Linked DNA regions of Bombyx mori: region 2 is linked to region 1. Evidence: chromatin contacts called from public Hi-C data. All regions are on one chromosome and are shown on one strand. Each heading gives the region's core, a stretch centred on a gene start, on an enhancer-like site or on the middle of the called end of the contact. The rest is flanking DNA. Distances are from core to core; before and after follow the strand shown.

The links. A called contact is a pair of places that touch in the nucleus more often than the background predicts.
Region 2: a Hi-C map of middle silk gland shows a contact between it and region 1, with 2.0 times the contacts expected there. The contact joins the promoter of LOC105842586 here to the enhancer-like site in region 1. A contact is called at or near these places in 3 of 7 Hi-C or Micro-C datasets (middle silk gland, posterior silk gland and whole pupa).

The regions. Positions count from the first base shown.
Region 1 is chr2:6,957,766-6,965,363 of ASM3026992v2, reverse strand. LOC101741035 reads left to right here. Exons shown (of 13, transcript XM_038017119.2): 9 at 1,261-1,373; 10 at 3,624-3,818; 11 at 4,105-4,247; 12 at 4,786-4,915; 13 at 6,367-6,931. The coding sequence ends at 6,455. Among protein-coding and RNA genes, the nearest start is that of LOC101736637, 11 kb to the right of the region's middle. Within about 2 kb of position 4,528, at least 1 of the 8 cell types and tissues checked has open chromatin away from gene starts, as enhancers often do.
Region 2 is chr2:7,008,160-7,015,757 of ASM3026992v2, reverse strand. LOC105842586 reads right to left here and starts at 3,932. Exons shown (of 6, transcript XM_012696460.4): 1 at 3,557-3,932; 2 at 1,139-1,246; 3 at 1-64. The coding sequence starts at 1,241. It overlaps NPF2 (neuropeptide F 2), which reads right to left. Exons shown (of 3, transcript NM_001130889.2): 3 at 6,594-6,814. The coding sequence ends at 6,700.

The DNA.
Region 1 (7,598 bases), core at 3,279-5,778:
TATTAGTATAGATTAAGGAAAAAAAACTAGCGAAATACATAAAACGAGACCTTAATATTACTGTTTTAAAAATATGTATCCTAGATATATCGAATTGTGCAATATAAACATTTACTAAGGTTTTGTATGTTCAGTAATGATGGACACGAAACAAGGTTTTCGTGAAAGCTTGTACTTTGTAGGTTTAATAAGAGCTTCGGGCAATCATTGATTAGGATTTTTACAATGATCATTAAATGTATGTGAAGGAATTTAACGATTTGTCTTGCAAGGCATACCACCTCCTTAACGATTTGTTGGGTTTTTTCCTACCTAAGCTGGGAGCTTAGGGGGCTATTTCAGTGTAATCGGGTGAGAAGGTGAACTCACTGGCTCACTGGCACTCAACGGCTCTAACCTGAGGATAGATGGTCCTAACATTAGCCCTAGCAAGAGCAGTGCTTCGTAGAATCTACGGTCGGATCGGAAATGCGACCCACTAAGAAGATCCGTCGAGAAACTCAGTGGACTGCGTCTGTGGGTTAATTTACTCGTCGAGCCCTTCGTTACAAGCGGCGGGTTCGACGAGAACGATGACCGGTACTTGAGGTACCTAAAAGCACCGTTAATGGTACGGAAGGGTCCGAAATGACGTGTTTTGGGCGACGTCGACTGCTTGCCATTCTGTCCGCACGATCGGGAATGAGGCGTAGACAGGAGATGCATGTGACTAGGAGATGTATGGAAATAGTAGTGTAAGGTAGAGGGTGAAGAGGTTGACTGAAGAAGCCATGGATGGAGCGGTTGAATGACGATATAAGAGAGAGAGGAGTGAGTGTTGAGATGACGGCTGATAGAGGAAAATGGAATAATAGAAAAATTCGCTGTGCCGACCCCGCCTAGTGGGATTAAGCGGAGGTGAAGAAGAAGTGTTAATTTTATTAAGATTTGCTCATTTAAGGTTACGTATTATATATATTTCCACAGTGTGCTTCCAGATATCTTTTTTGCCACGTACCATACGGCTTTAGAATGAACTCCCCTCCACGGTGTTTCCCGAGCGCTATGACATGTCCTTCTTCAAACGGGGCTTGTAGAGAGTACTTTACGGTAGGCAGCGGCTTGACTCTGCTCCTGGCATTGCTGAAGTCTACGGGCGACGGTAACCAGTCACCATCAGGTGGACTGTATGCTCGTCTGCTTATACAGACAATTTTTTTTTAAAAATATAACCCTATAGTCTTAGAGAGCGTAAACAAAAACAAATATATTTCTTTTTAGGGATAGAAACATGAAACAAAGCGGCTGTCTTCAACTCGACAGACACTCTGCGAAGAGTCCTTTATTCTTGGAAGCTAGATGCGAACGGAAAATGCAATTTATTTGTTATAAAGGTAAATACATAGCTTAACTCATTTACTTTAAGACATATAGTAAACTCTATTCTATTCTATCAGCCCATGGACGTCCACTGCTGGACATAGGCCTCCCCCAAGCCTCGCCACAAAGACCGGTCCTGCGCTGCCTGCATCCAGCAGATCCCCGCGAACCTCAATAGGTCGTCGGCCCACCTTGTGGGAGGCCTACCCACGCTACGTCTTCCAGTACGCGGTCGCCACTCAAGAACCTTCTGGCCCCAACGGCCATTCGTTCCGCTGGCAATGTGTCCTGCCCACTGCCACTTCAGTGTCGCAATCCTTTGGGCTATGTCGGTTACCATGGTTTTCCTGCGAATCTCCTCATATAAATAGTAAACTCACACGAGTAGATACCATCATTGTGCTCATTTTTGCCGCGAAAAAATTTGAAGAGCGCGACAGCTGTTGTATTATAAAGGCTCCGATTTTCGCTTGAAACTTCTTGGATGATGAAATCAGTCTACTGTGTGCTTAATGCGACTGTAGCATAGGCTAACTGAGTCGACTATTATCAAAGCCGGCAATGTGACTTTTGGATAATTATTGGTAAATCAGAAAAACGAATTATGTATTGACTTTGTATTCCATTGGCAGTCACAAAACTCTTCTGAACGACATCTTAGATAAATAACAGGTTAAGTATTAACCTTTATTTAATGCAGGTTTTGAACCGTATTCTTTGAAGGAGACGATTATATTCAAATCAATCTGTATTGAAATATCAATAAATTTTTTTTGTCCAAATGCACAGATTGCCACCTTTGATAACAGACGACTCAACTATGCATAATTATATCGAGGGATATTTTTTCCCAATTTATACTTTATAATAATATGGTAAAGTTGCAAAAATATCACTTTAACCAAATAGCCACCTCTCAATATATACTAAAATCCTTTCACTAAACTTTACTATTCGTAATACATACAGTGTGCTTAGTGCGAGTTTTTTAACGTTGGGATGTGAGACTCAACGATCTGCAGGTGTTGAGAGCAGATCGCGGGCCCAAGGATTTTAGGGCCCACCCACTAAACGATTCCCCTGTACTCTTACACCCGACGTCCGATCTCCGTCCGGGGTCAGAACCCGGTCAGAGTAGGGGGGTTCCCGCGGTCAACACTACAACCAGACACGCGGCGCCACCCCGAGGACGCCCGACCGACGGGTCGTCGAGGCGATAGTCGACGACCAACGACGTCGGTCTCCGCGGTACGGCGGCCCTACCAGGCCGCCCGGGCGGTGCCGCTGGTGTTCCGGGATACCCCGCTGGGCCAGAACCAGCCTGCCGGGTCGGAACGCGATACACCGTTGAAACATTTGCCTACGTTAACCGCTAGGGGCGCTGTTCCGACTGCATCCAAATTTGAGTTAACTTTTACGCTATCGAGAACGTTAAGAAACTCGCACTAAGCACACTGGCCTAGTCACATTAAAAATCAAAATGGAATCTACGCATTATTTTTTAATTTGATTTTTTTTTTCATTTCGTTTCTTCGTTCACTGTTTCTTCTAGCTTTTTAATCTGATTTATAAATTAGAACATACCACCACAAAGTTCTTCTTAATCATAGTTTATCTATATATTAATACGTGAAGCAAAAACTTTGTATCCCTTTTTACGAAAATTGCGCGGACGGAGGAGTATGAAATTTTCCACACTTATAAAGAATATAGAGAAGAAGTGCACAATGCTAATATTTTTTTTAAATAATGCTTAAAAGATACATTAAATCAATAAAGAAAACATTACACACACTACTATACTATTTATTGTCAAACTTTTGTTCTTGACGTCTGTTGTCAAATTGAGAATAGATTAAATATTAGCCTTGGCGAAATATATATATATATATATATATGTGTGTGTGTATTTCTATGTATATGTATTGTTTTGTATCTTGTATTATGTATGTATATATTATTATATGTAATGTTTGCTGTATGCACTAAGTTTGTGTTCCTAATTTTTCTTTCCTTCTGCGGGCGTACTGGAAGAGATTTCAACATGAAATAAGTAGTGCCCCCTTGTACTCTGTATCCTTATTGTCGTGTTTCTTCTAACAGCTGTGTGTACAAAATAATAATATATTAATTAATAAAATTGTGAGACTTACTTGTTATGAGCTATGAACATTATGAACTCCGAAGTTTTTAAAAAATAATTATTTTTTTTAAAATAGTCAAGGTAATCGCAATAAAAAAAAAACGTTTTATCTTTCTTTCAGAAACACACACAAACCTTTCTACTGGAACAGCGCCACCTAGTGATGACTTATATTACTACATTTTGGTTCAACAAAAATATTACTGGCAGCACGCATTTGATAATTGCCGTAAAATGAACGGAAGCTTAGCGAATGTTGAAAGTAATGATGTTCTAATACAATTACTTCTAGTTATGGGAGAAAATAAGAATAACCGTAAGAAATTTTATTTACTGCCATCTATGGACGAGTAGTTAATAATTTAGCTTCATTTCATTGCAGAGTTAATTATGTTTAGAAATTTTAAGAAATTTTATATACTGCCATCTATGAACGAGTAGTTAATAATTTAGCTTCATATTTTCATTGCAGAGTTTATAATGTTTAGAAAATTTTATGATAGAAAATTGAAAGTATTCTAGTTACTATTACTCGCTATTAAATAAACAAGAGATTTAATGTAAGTGACTGTAATCAATTACTTGAGATTGTTTTTTTAAAGCTGTGGAACACATTTGGGTATCTGGCCATTTGAATATGACAAAAGACATTGCAACAGACGCAGTAACATATGCCTGGTATAACCCCAGTAACGGAAAACGATTGCCGGATCCAAAATCGTTTGCGGATAATATCGGATTGTTTGTAAGCACATTTAAGAATAAAATCTTTACCTACCTTTTTTTTATTGCTTAGATCGGTGGACGAGCTCACAGCCCACCTGGTGTTAAGTGGTTACTGGAGCCCATAGACATCTACTAAATGTGCCACCCACCTTGAGATATAAGTTGTAAGGTCTCAGTATAGTTTCGACGGCTACCCTACCCTTCAAACCGAAACGCATTACTGCTTCACGGCAGAAATAGGCAGGGTGGTGGTACCTACCCGTGCGGACTCACAAGAAGTCCTACCACCAGTAAAAACTACCTACCTACTTAATTTAGATAAAAATGTACAACGCCAGTATAAAAGTCTGTATAATCTATGTCCGATATGAAAATGGCGCCAAAATCTTTCAAAACAAAAATCTCTAAAAATATGTAATAATTGTTATTTCTAAATTAACTACATAACGTTATTTATTATTTCAAGAAGTTATTTTGTTTTAACAGTTTGAAAATGAGTTCAGTTTAAATTTGAAACAATATTTAATTGTTTTGTCAATTTTTTATACTGTCTTTAGATGCCGCCGTGGCTTGACACAGAATTCACGATGGACGCGCCTTGCTTGAATTTGGACAGGCAAAATCATCTCTCAGCTTTAGTGTACGGTCTCGCATGCGATACCCCGCAATATTCTATTTGCATGATAGGTAAGATCCTCATTATGGCATTTTTTCACAATTAAGCGAATAAGTAGGGAAAAAAAACACTTGTTCACTCCATCACTGCGATTGGTTATTTAAGGCATTTTATGACCTGGTAACTAAGACTTTTGGGTCATGTCTTATTTTAATTTATATTTTTATTTTTATGAAAAATTATAATATGGAGTGAAATGAAATGAAATGAAGATGATTAATTTGAGACATTAATCAACTGAGATGAAATGAGATAAAATGAGAAGAGATGATATGGGATGAAATATAACTCATAAATAAAATGGTGGCCATTTACTGAGATTTTTTCAGTGGACTTTTTGGAGGATCCCGAGAAATTACGTTCAGCGGCTTTGTTTCATTTTCCCACATTTGTGCACTTTCACAGATATTAAATAGTTATCAAACCACCATTATTACAAATTTAAACCTGAAGAAACACTAATTAGACAAAATAAAATAAATCACACTTTACTCCTCGCGTTCCCGCCAAAAAGTCCAACTGCCGATTGGAATATCGAATTTTGAAAGTACCTTCTTTTATTTAGTAATTTAAGATATTGGAGGGACGTTCGCTGAATTATCCGTTTGGTAGTAGCACTGGTGTGAGCAACAACCACCACCTCGCCTATTTCTGTTGCGAAGCAGCAATGCATTCCGGTTCATTCGGTGGAATAACCGTTAGCAAATTGAGACGAAGACCTCATGCTTCAAGGTGGGTGGGAACATTGCCGTTGTTGGTGTCTATGGAACACACCAATCACTTCAAGGGGTGAAAGGCGGTTTAAGCGACATTTCGCTTAACACTTAACATTTATTTTTGTAATTAAAGCTCCGTTTTATTTGGTATTAATTAGCATCAACAATTCGATGTTTTTAATTGAACTTCAATGAAGTTTAACTCCATTCAAATAGCCGAAGATTTTTGTGTTATGATTTTTTATCCAAATTCTAAGCTATAAATATATCTTCTGTAGAGTTGCGAAAATGTCACATAAACCAAATAACCTTTCACTCCTCGACTTAAAACCAAGTGCGCAGTGAGATAGTTCACCCGTCTAAGCAATATAAAAAAATGTATCTTATCTTATACCTTAAAACGAGCAATTCTTGTATATATATATATAATCTAAATCTCGGTAACGGCTCCAACCATTTTCATAAAATTTAGTATACAGGGGATTACGGGGGCGATAAATCGATCTAGCTACGATTTATTTTCAGAAAATGTTGTTCTATTCGTGTTTTCAACAATCAACTCTTCCCGACATCTATTGGCGAATAATAATACTATTTTTCTTAGTTGAGGGCAACTAACCGCTTTAAAGACACAAGATAGCGTTATCAAAAAAAAAGTAATCCTTAAACGCGCTAATGCCTCAATACACTTTTATAATAAAAATAAAACCAATTTACAATTATTTTGTTTTTTTTTATTGTTACAGAAAAAACTACATGGACTACAGGACTACTAGATTATATTATGAAAATTCCACCGATAGACAAGATGTTTGAATACAGTAACCGATTATAATATTGTCTTGATGACGAGAATATAAAGGTCGGATCTACTTTGTATATTAAAATTCGCTTTTGCGGAATTCAGTTTTTGCAGGGTTTGATAATAACTATTATGTGAATTATAAATTTTTTCAAACCATTCTTATATTTTCCTTGGTATCCGGACAGACTATTTTGATTGAATATTTAAAGTTTCATGAACTTTTTCGCACAGCTGTTCACATTCAGAGTAATGAAATGAATTCAGATGTAGACCTTTCCGCCTCTCGTCCTGATAACATAGGGACATTTGCAAATTTTCACAAATATGATGTTACTTCCATGCATCCACACTATTATCTCTTGATACTACAATAATTACAAAGCTGCTGATGGTCATCTAATTACATGTAAAGAGTATTGTATACACATTATTATTTTTAAAAAGATTATGGTTTATTACCATTAATTTTAATGTATATTTTAATAAAATGTATTCCATTAAACATAGCCATCAATATTTTAAAAACCTTTCCCGTAATATTATGAAAATTATATTTTAGTTATGAATGTTCATTTTAAGACTAGTATTACATGATATATTTAGTGACAATCACATAATGCAGCTTGCTTTCAGTAATAATTATGAGAAAATAAATAATGTTAATCTTATTCTTCCTATTCATACACTCTTGACAGAGTGGTCGTGGTCATGCATCAGTCGGATCCTGCGATACCGATGCTCTCGCGATGCGACGCCATGTGGCACGATGTTTCGCAGAGTGAGAGCAAACATTTATGTTGGAGTGAGTCACAGATTTTATGAGGTCGGTCCATCGTGTTGGAGATCGTCCGCGAGATCTTTTGCCCTCGACTTTCCCTTGCACCACCAACCGCTCAATGGAGTCCTCATTACAAATGATGTGCCCGAAGAACTTGAGGATTCGTAATCTTATATGTGTATTAAAACTATAAATATTCTAACACCAATATTAATTTTCAAGAGCAGACTCAATACATTACAAACTAATAAATGCATTTATATGCAGCAGAGATTGCCTTAATATAGACACTGTCATGTAAAAAATAGTGTAAAAGAAAATGCGGCACACTCAATGCCTATATTTTTCCTCTTGTGTTATCAAACACATGCAAGAAAGAACAAACACAGACAGTG
Region 2 (7,598 bases), core at 2,683-5,182, 51 kb before region 1:
GCGAAGGCACTGTCGACGGTTATGCCCTTACTGGTCGACGGTATTGGCGAGTCAGGCGTCTGTACTGTGCGCGTAAATGATTAAATTAATTGGGTGCCCAGTCATCGTTTTCGTCGAACCCGTCGCATGCGATGAAGGGCTCGACGAGTAAATTAACCCTCAGAGACAGCCCACTGAGTTTCTCGCCGGATCTTCTCAGTGGGTCGCGTTTCCGATCCCGTGGTAGATTCTGCGAAGCACGGCTCTTGCTAGGGTTCGTGTTAGCAACGTCGTCAGGTTTGAACCCCGTGAGCTCACCTACTAGTTAAGGTTACGCTGATATAGCCTCTCAATGCTATCAGCTTAGGTAGGAAAAAAAAATGGGTGTGCTTACTGCTAATGCCGGTCTCAAGCCCGGATGAGAAAAGGGGAGGGTTGAGATGGAGTTTGACCTGTCCACCGTAAAACACTGAACGTAGAATGTCGGGTGGCGGTTGATTAGCCAAATAAGACTTCAGCGGCTTCGGAGAACTAAATCTCTTCCAAAAGCACTGCCGTGAAAAGACGCGGAACTGCACCATGTGTATTTTCCCAAGAAAGCTTCACGAGGTCACGACCTTCAGCAGTAAAGATCATTAACGCAAGGAGGAGGAGCTTACTGGCAGAATAGGTTCTATTGTGGTACCACTATTCCGTGTATTTGTGCCGTGAAACCGGCTATTTCGGTTTGAAAGTCAGGCCAGTCTATTTTTCTTCTTACCCTTATCCCATATAGTGTGGCATCGACACAGCGTGTCTTCTTATTATAATGCGATCGAGATGGCGTGAATAATGCGACAGACTGCATGCTTCAAACAACATTCTTTAAGTTAGAGAAGGGTGGCCCAGTCGTTAAGTAATAAAAACTGAGGTCCCCCGTTGTGATGACTCTCAGTTAACACGGGTATGTACCACCACCCTGCCTATATCTACCGTGAAGCAGTAATGCGTTTCAGTTTGACGAGTGAAACGCAGCCGTTGTGTGCCAAAACAGAGATTTCAAACTCATGTCTCGAGGTGGGTGGCATTTACGTTGTGGATGTCTTAAGATTCCAGTAACCACTTACCACCAGACCTCCATAAAATCATAATGCAACAAAGAAACATACATAGACCTTACCTCGCTCGGTGCTCTGGCTTGACTGGAGGAGGTTTTCCGTCGAGGGCTGCTCCTGGTTGTCGCGGCTCCTTCCCTTGAACAGCCCGAACTTGGTTGGCGCCATTGTTCCTTTAAAACACTCATACGTTGTACCTCAATCGTCGCTGAATCGTCACGCGCAGCCCTCCACAAAGAGTCCCTCCCAGTTCTGTGGCCGGCATCGTGTCGGTTCACTACCGGTTTCGCGTTTACGATAAGCAATGGAGCTTTATTAAACAAAACGATCATTCGTAGTTTTAATGCTAGTAACCTTGAGGGGTCATATTAGCTTTACCAGACGAGTAGCGGAGAGAGATCAGCTAGGGAGACTACTAATGTATGCCCTAGCCAGAGCAGCGCTTCGTTGTCAAATACTTAGGCGTCACCCTCGACAAAAAGATGACATTCCGCCCCCATATAAAGACGGTACGCGACCGTGTCGCCTTCATACTAGGACGTCTCTACCCGATGATATGCAGCCGAAGTAAAATGTCCCTTAGAAATAAGGTGACACTCTACAAAACTTGCATACGCCCCGTCATGACCTATGCAAGTGTAGTGTTCGCTCACGCGGCCCGCACTCACCTAAAGTCATTCCAAGTCATACAATCCCGTTTTTGCAGGATAGCCGTCAGAGCCCCGTGCTTCGTCAGGAACGTCGACCTCCATGACGACCTGGACTTACAGCCCATCAGTAAATATTTACAGTCTGCGTCGATGTTCGTTGAATCTACACTTTGAAAAGGTGGCACGGTACGACATGAAAACCCTCTTGTCGTGGCCGCAGGGAATTACATATACGATCCTGTAGACTGAATGGTAAATAGTCGACGTCGCCCTAAACACGTCGTTACGGATTAGGTACCACTTTTAGGTACCACAAGCACCGGTCACTGTCCTCGCCGAACCCGTCGCTTGCGACGAAGGGCTCGACGAGTGAATTAACCCATAGACACAGCCCACTGAGTTTCTCGCCGGATCTTCTCAGTGAGTCGCGTTTCTGAGCCGTTGGTAGATTCTGCGAAGCACTGCTCTTTATAGGGCCAGTGTTAGCAATACTTCCGGTTTGAGTCCCGTAAGCTCACCTACGTGTTAGGGTGAAGCTGAAATAGCCTTTTTTTACTGGTGATAGGACCTTTTGTGAGTTCGCGCGGGTAGATACCACCACCCTGCCTGTTTCTGCCGTGAAGCAATAATGCGTTTCGGTTTGAAGGGTGGGGCAGCCGTTGTAACTATACTTGAGACCTTAGAACTTATATCTCAAGGTGGGTGGCGCATTTACGTTGTAGATGTCTATGGGCTCCAGTAACCACTTAACACCAGGTGGGCTGGGAGCTCGTCCACCCATCCAAGCAACAAAAAAAACAAACTGCAGAGAAGGTTGGCGAGCACGGGCTGAGCTATAGAGATTTATTGGGATTTGCTAAGAGTTGTCCGAGACGGAGGCGCTCCGAAGATCTGACAACTCAAAGACAAGTGCTTCGCGAATGCATCTACTACCAGCATCGGAGTCGCAACTCGCTGAGAAGAATGTTTAGTACATTTGGACACATTTTAGTACAGCTACTCACCAATAGATGGCGATATTTCAAAAAAAAAAAATGAAAAACAAAATGGACGCCAGAAATTTGTTAACGTTTGTAGACATGATAAATGATTTTGCTTGATGTACATGTGAGTTTTTTTTTTAATCACTTTTATGATAATTATCATTTTCTTGTTACTTTATATTTTATCATTAACATAATATTTGCTCTAATGTTAGTTTTCAATGTCTTATCGACTTACAATAATTAAAATTAAATTAAACTTTGAAAAAATTCACAATAGAAAAAAACATTTTTTTTTCCCGTCAAAACAGCAATTTGTTGAATGTCAAAATATTATTAAATAAAAACAATAATCTGCGCGGTGCATTAATCTGACTTTTTTTTAAGTATTCTATTAGTTAGTCATTAAAACAAATCCTTTTAATTTAGATTGGTACTTAATTCATTGCAGCGTATACAAGCGTATGGAATACTGCGGGCTATGAGCAACCTAGCGACCTAGGCTATTGACATACAGCAAATTGAGTGATTGATCTAGAGCTGTGACTGCCTTAAAAATATGCAATATATAAATTTTTAATTAGTACAATTATCCGAACTTAATAAATATGTTGCATATTAGGAACCGATTAAGAAGATGAAATAAGCGATATGTCTGCCGAAGGCGCTTATACGAGCCGGTTTTAATTGTAATAAATATTGCGTATAAACATCTTAACCAGGCACTATGTAGTGTAATAGCTGTTTTTTTTTATTCATTTTTTATTACTACATAATTAAATTTGAATATCGGCAACATTATCAATAGGTGATGAATGCAAAGAGCTTAAAATCTTCCGATCAAACTTACCCTTTCCGAAGAAGGCTGCGGGAAAATCAGATGAAAACACTTATACCATATTGTCACTACTATATATCTAATTCAATATGTGCATTTTGTTAATTCAACAGATAAAAAACATAAGATAAAAATCTATTTTTGATTGTAATAACGTTCAAATGGTTATGACTCTTTTTTATTTTAAGCGGTTTTTTCGATGTAAATTGAACACTCTGTGCTTCCCTCAATAAACACTGGAAAGTTTCATGAAATGGATGTATCTAGTGACGTTAGGAATGTATCCTAGTATCAGATTAGACAAAATATACGCACTAGTATTATGTTTGATGGAAAATAATATAGATGTTAATCGTTTATATTTTTACTATTACAGAATATCCATTATAAACTACGATTGACTTTTAACTTCTTTGTATACCACAGTAGTTGGGACGTTAAGTTCTTAGAAGGGTAGAGATGTAATTAGATTTTCTAATGCACTTTTAAACCTGAGCTGGTAGCTAGCACCTTAAGTAATTACATTTAGTTTCATAAAACACGAATAATCTTACAAAAAAATTGAATAAAACATGTCTTTTTTATCTAATAAATTTCGCTACCTATTCTTGCAGTATCTGTTCCGATATCAGATACAGAATAGTATTTTTGGTGAACTGCTCCGCCATTTTGTGACACGGAATGCGCGCGCAATACTTATTCGATTTTCTGATCGTGTTTCTATTTATACAGACATGTAAACATACTTAAATTATATATATATACGAAACACGTGTTTGTCATACAAATTAAATTTGAATTTTTCAACTAAGTTTTTGTCATGCGTCATAGATGAAATTTTTGGAGAACGTTATTAACTACTTTTACCGACTAGGTTGTCTTATGAGCATACAAGGGTTGGAAAATGCATTCCAGCGGTCATATAGAACAATAAATCGATAAGCATCGTCTGGGACAGACACCTACATAGTAATAGATAGGTACTAAGTGCTTCCTTCACCCCGACGGGGAGAGGGAGGATATATTTATCTACCCCGACTTACCCTGCATCGATTGTGTAATTATTATGGTATTGGTTGCGCTCGTATACATGTATACAGGGTGTTCCGGAAAGAATGGATAATCCTGAAACACCTCATAGTAGAAATATCGGACAAAAATTAAAAAAAAAATCTCAGGTAGTACCCAAACTAGATATTGTAAAAAAAAGTTGATATTTTCCCTACTGCTCTGCGTTTCTGCAATATACAACAGTTACAAATAAATGAATAGGCTTTTTGGTGTTATAATATTCTACATGGACTATATACTAAGGAATATACAGGAAATCGTATGTGTAGCTAGTCACGCTAGTGTAATTTTTTATAAAAGTTAATCCTGAACTTAAATTGTAATCATGAAATTTGGTATTTTTCCTGCGTACTACCTAACAAATATATATATTTTTTTATTTTGAGTCCCCAATAGCTCTATTAAGAGGTGTTTCAGGATGGTCCATTCTTTCCGAGACACCCTGTACATGGTTCGATTATTCCGATTTGTTAATAAAGTACTTAAGATGAATCAACATCGTGAATTTAATTTTTTTATTTTTTTTATTGCCTTTTTAGGCAGACGAGCATACGGCCCACCTGATGGTGAGTGGTTACCGTCGCCCATGGACTTCAGCAATGCCAAGGGCAGAGCCAAGCCGCTGCCTACCGCTTAATACTCTCCACATCGAATGAAATGTTAAGATTCGGTACTGTTGTCATTTTGAATTCGTATTTTAAATGTTCTGTACTACGTGTTTTTATTATGTAACGAATATTATATAGTATTTAAGTATTTTTACATAGGGACCCCTCGAAAATTACTTGAGACCATAGAACTTGTATCTCAAGGTGGGTGGCGCGTTTACGTTGTGGATGTCTATGGGCTCCGGTAACCACTTAACACCAGGTGGGCTGTGAGCTCTTCCACCCATCTAAGCAATAATTTTTTTTTTGTAAATATGGCTGCTATCTGCTGTCTTTGATCCGACCTAATATTATACGATGACTTATATTGACTGACTGACTTAGGTATATTGACTGACTTTAATAAAGTTATATTTTTTTTATTGCTTAGATGGATGGACGAGCTCACAGCCCACCTGGTGTTAAGTGATTATATTAGAAACCATTTAATTTTCGCCTGTCAGAGACAATGAATGTTACTTTAAGTAATACAGTTACTTTGTAGTCTGCGTGTTTAGTGACAACTACAGTGGTATTGGTTAAACATTTCACTAGAGTGCTTACTATATTTTTTTATTGCTTAGATGTGTGGACAAGCTCACAGCCCACCTGGTGTTAAGTGATTACTGGAGCTCATAGACATCCACAACGTAAATGCGCCACCCACCTGGAGATATATATTCTAAGGTCTCAAGTATAGTTACAATGGCAGCCCCACCCTTCAAACCGAAACGCATTACTGCTTCACGGCAGAAATAGGCAGGGCGGTGGTACCTACCCGTTCGGATTCACAAGAGGTCTTACCACCAGTAAAAAACTATTACTATTTTTGCTAAGTTATTTTGTTAATATAAATTATTGTTCTTCGTCTTTGTCTCCACCTTATCCCACTAGGTTCTTAGATCGAAACCTTATCAGCTTCGTGTGACAACATTTTGTAGAATTATCTCTGGTAATGTAAATAAAAAAAAAATCTTTTAAGGTTTTATTGTGTTTGTAATAAAAATGGCGGGGGCAAGCGCCAGGTCACTGCAAGAGTAATTTTTTTATTTCAAAGTAGTATTTGGTCAAGGAATTAAAACAATTCAGCCGAGGAATAATTCTGTATTTTAGATTAATATTATATAGTCTCACATTTATAGCTGTTGAAACCTACTAGTAATGGAACCGCTAAAATAACCTAAACGAAACATTCCCAGCCTTTGAATCGGTTTAGGTTATTTTTTTTCTAACAAGTAAATAACGACACAATAATTGACTAGAATTAAAGACGGATAATTATTTAAATTGACTAGAATGTTTTTTTCTTATTTAACAACATAAATAATAAATGTTTAATGTCATCGGATTATTGGTGGTAAGCGCAATGCGTTAAATAAATTGTATTTGAGTTACATTTTTATTCGTCAAGCTTTGATGTTTTAGTTAGTTTTCTTTTTATTTATAACCGAATTTCTTGAGAAGGCCGTCTTCGTTGAGGCTGTGCTCGAAGAACGGGCTTTCCCGGAAAATGACCGACGCATCGGCTATGTGCATTTGCCGCTTTCCATATCTGAAATAGAAAAAAAACGTGTTTAGCGCCATCTGCTGTTCAATAGCAAACTTTATATTAAGAGTCTGCATGTCATAGATGGCGTTAGTGAGACATTATAAGCCATGGCAGCTACTTCCAAGATAACCTGCTTTTAAATTAATTTTACAAAATATAAGCTTCAAATTTCTTAAAATGTGTTCAAACGTGTTTTTATTTCATGAGGAAACTTTAATTCTTAAATAAATAAAAAAAGAGTTTTTTTTTTTATAATTTACATTGCGTAAAAGGATATACGGTCTAAGCTGGTAAAGTCGATGCTTATCTTAACGTCCGCCCATTTTCTTTGTGAAAACGACCCAAAGACAAAAGAGTGCGTAATGAGATTTTACAATTTTACGGTCTAATCTCATTTTTGCTGACTCTATGTGGGTATGGTAAGGTTAAAAGCAAAAATCTTACGATAAATATTATATTCAAACGGGAGTCGTCGTTGTAGGAAGATTTTACACAAAAAATAGGAATGGAATAAAAACTCAAGGTGCCGTCATCATGAGAACTACATAAATATAAAACAAAACAAAATTTAGGTAGGTACCTACTAGTAGCAGAGCGTGTTGTGGGTTCAGTGTGCTTAGGGCGAGTTTTTTAGCGTTCTCGATCGCGTAAATATCTATATATTAATACGTGAAGCAAAAACTTTGTATCCCTCCTTACAAAAATTGCGCGGACGGAGCAGTATGAAATTTTCCACACTTATAGAGAATATAGAGAAGAAGTGCACAATGCTAATATTTTTTTTAAA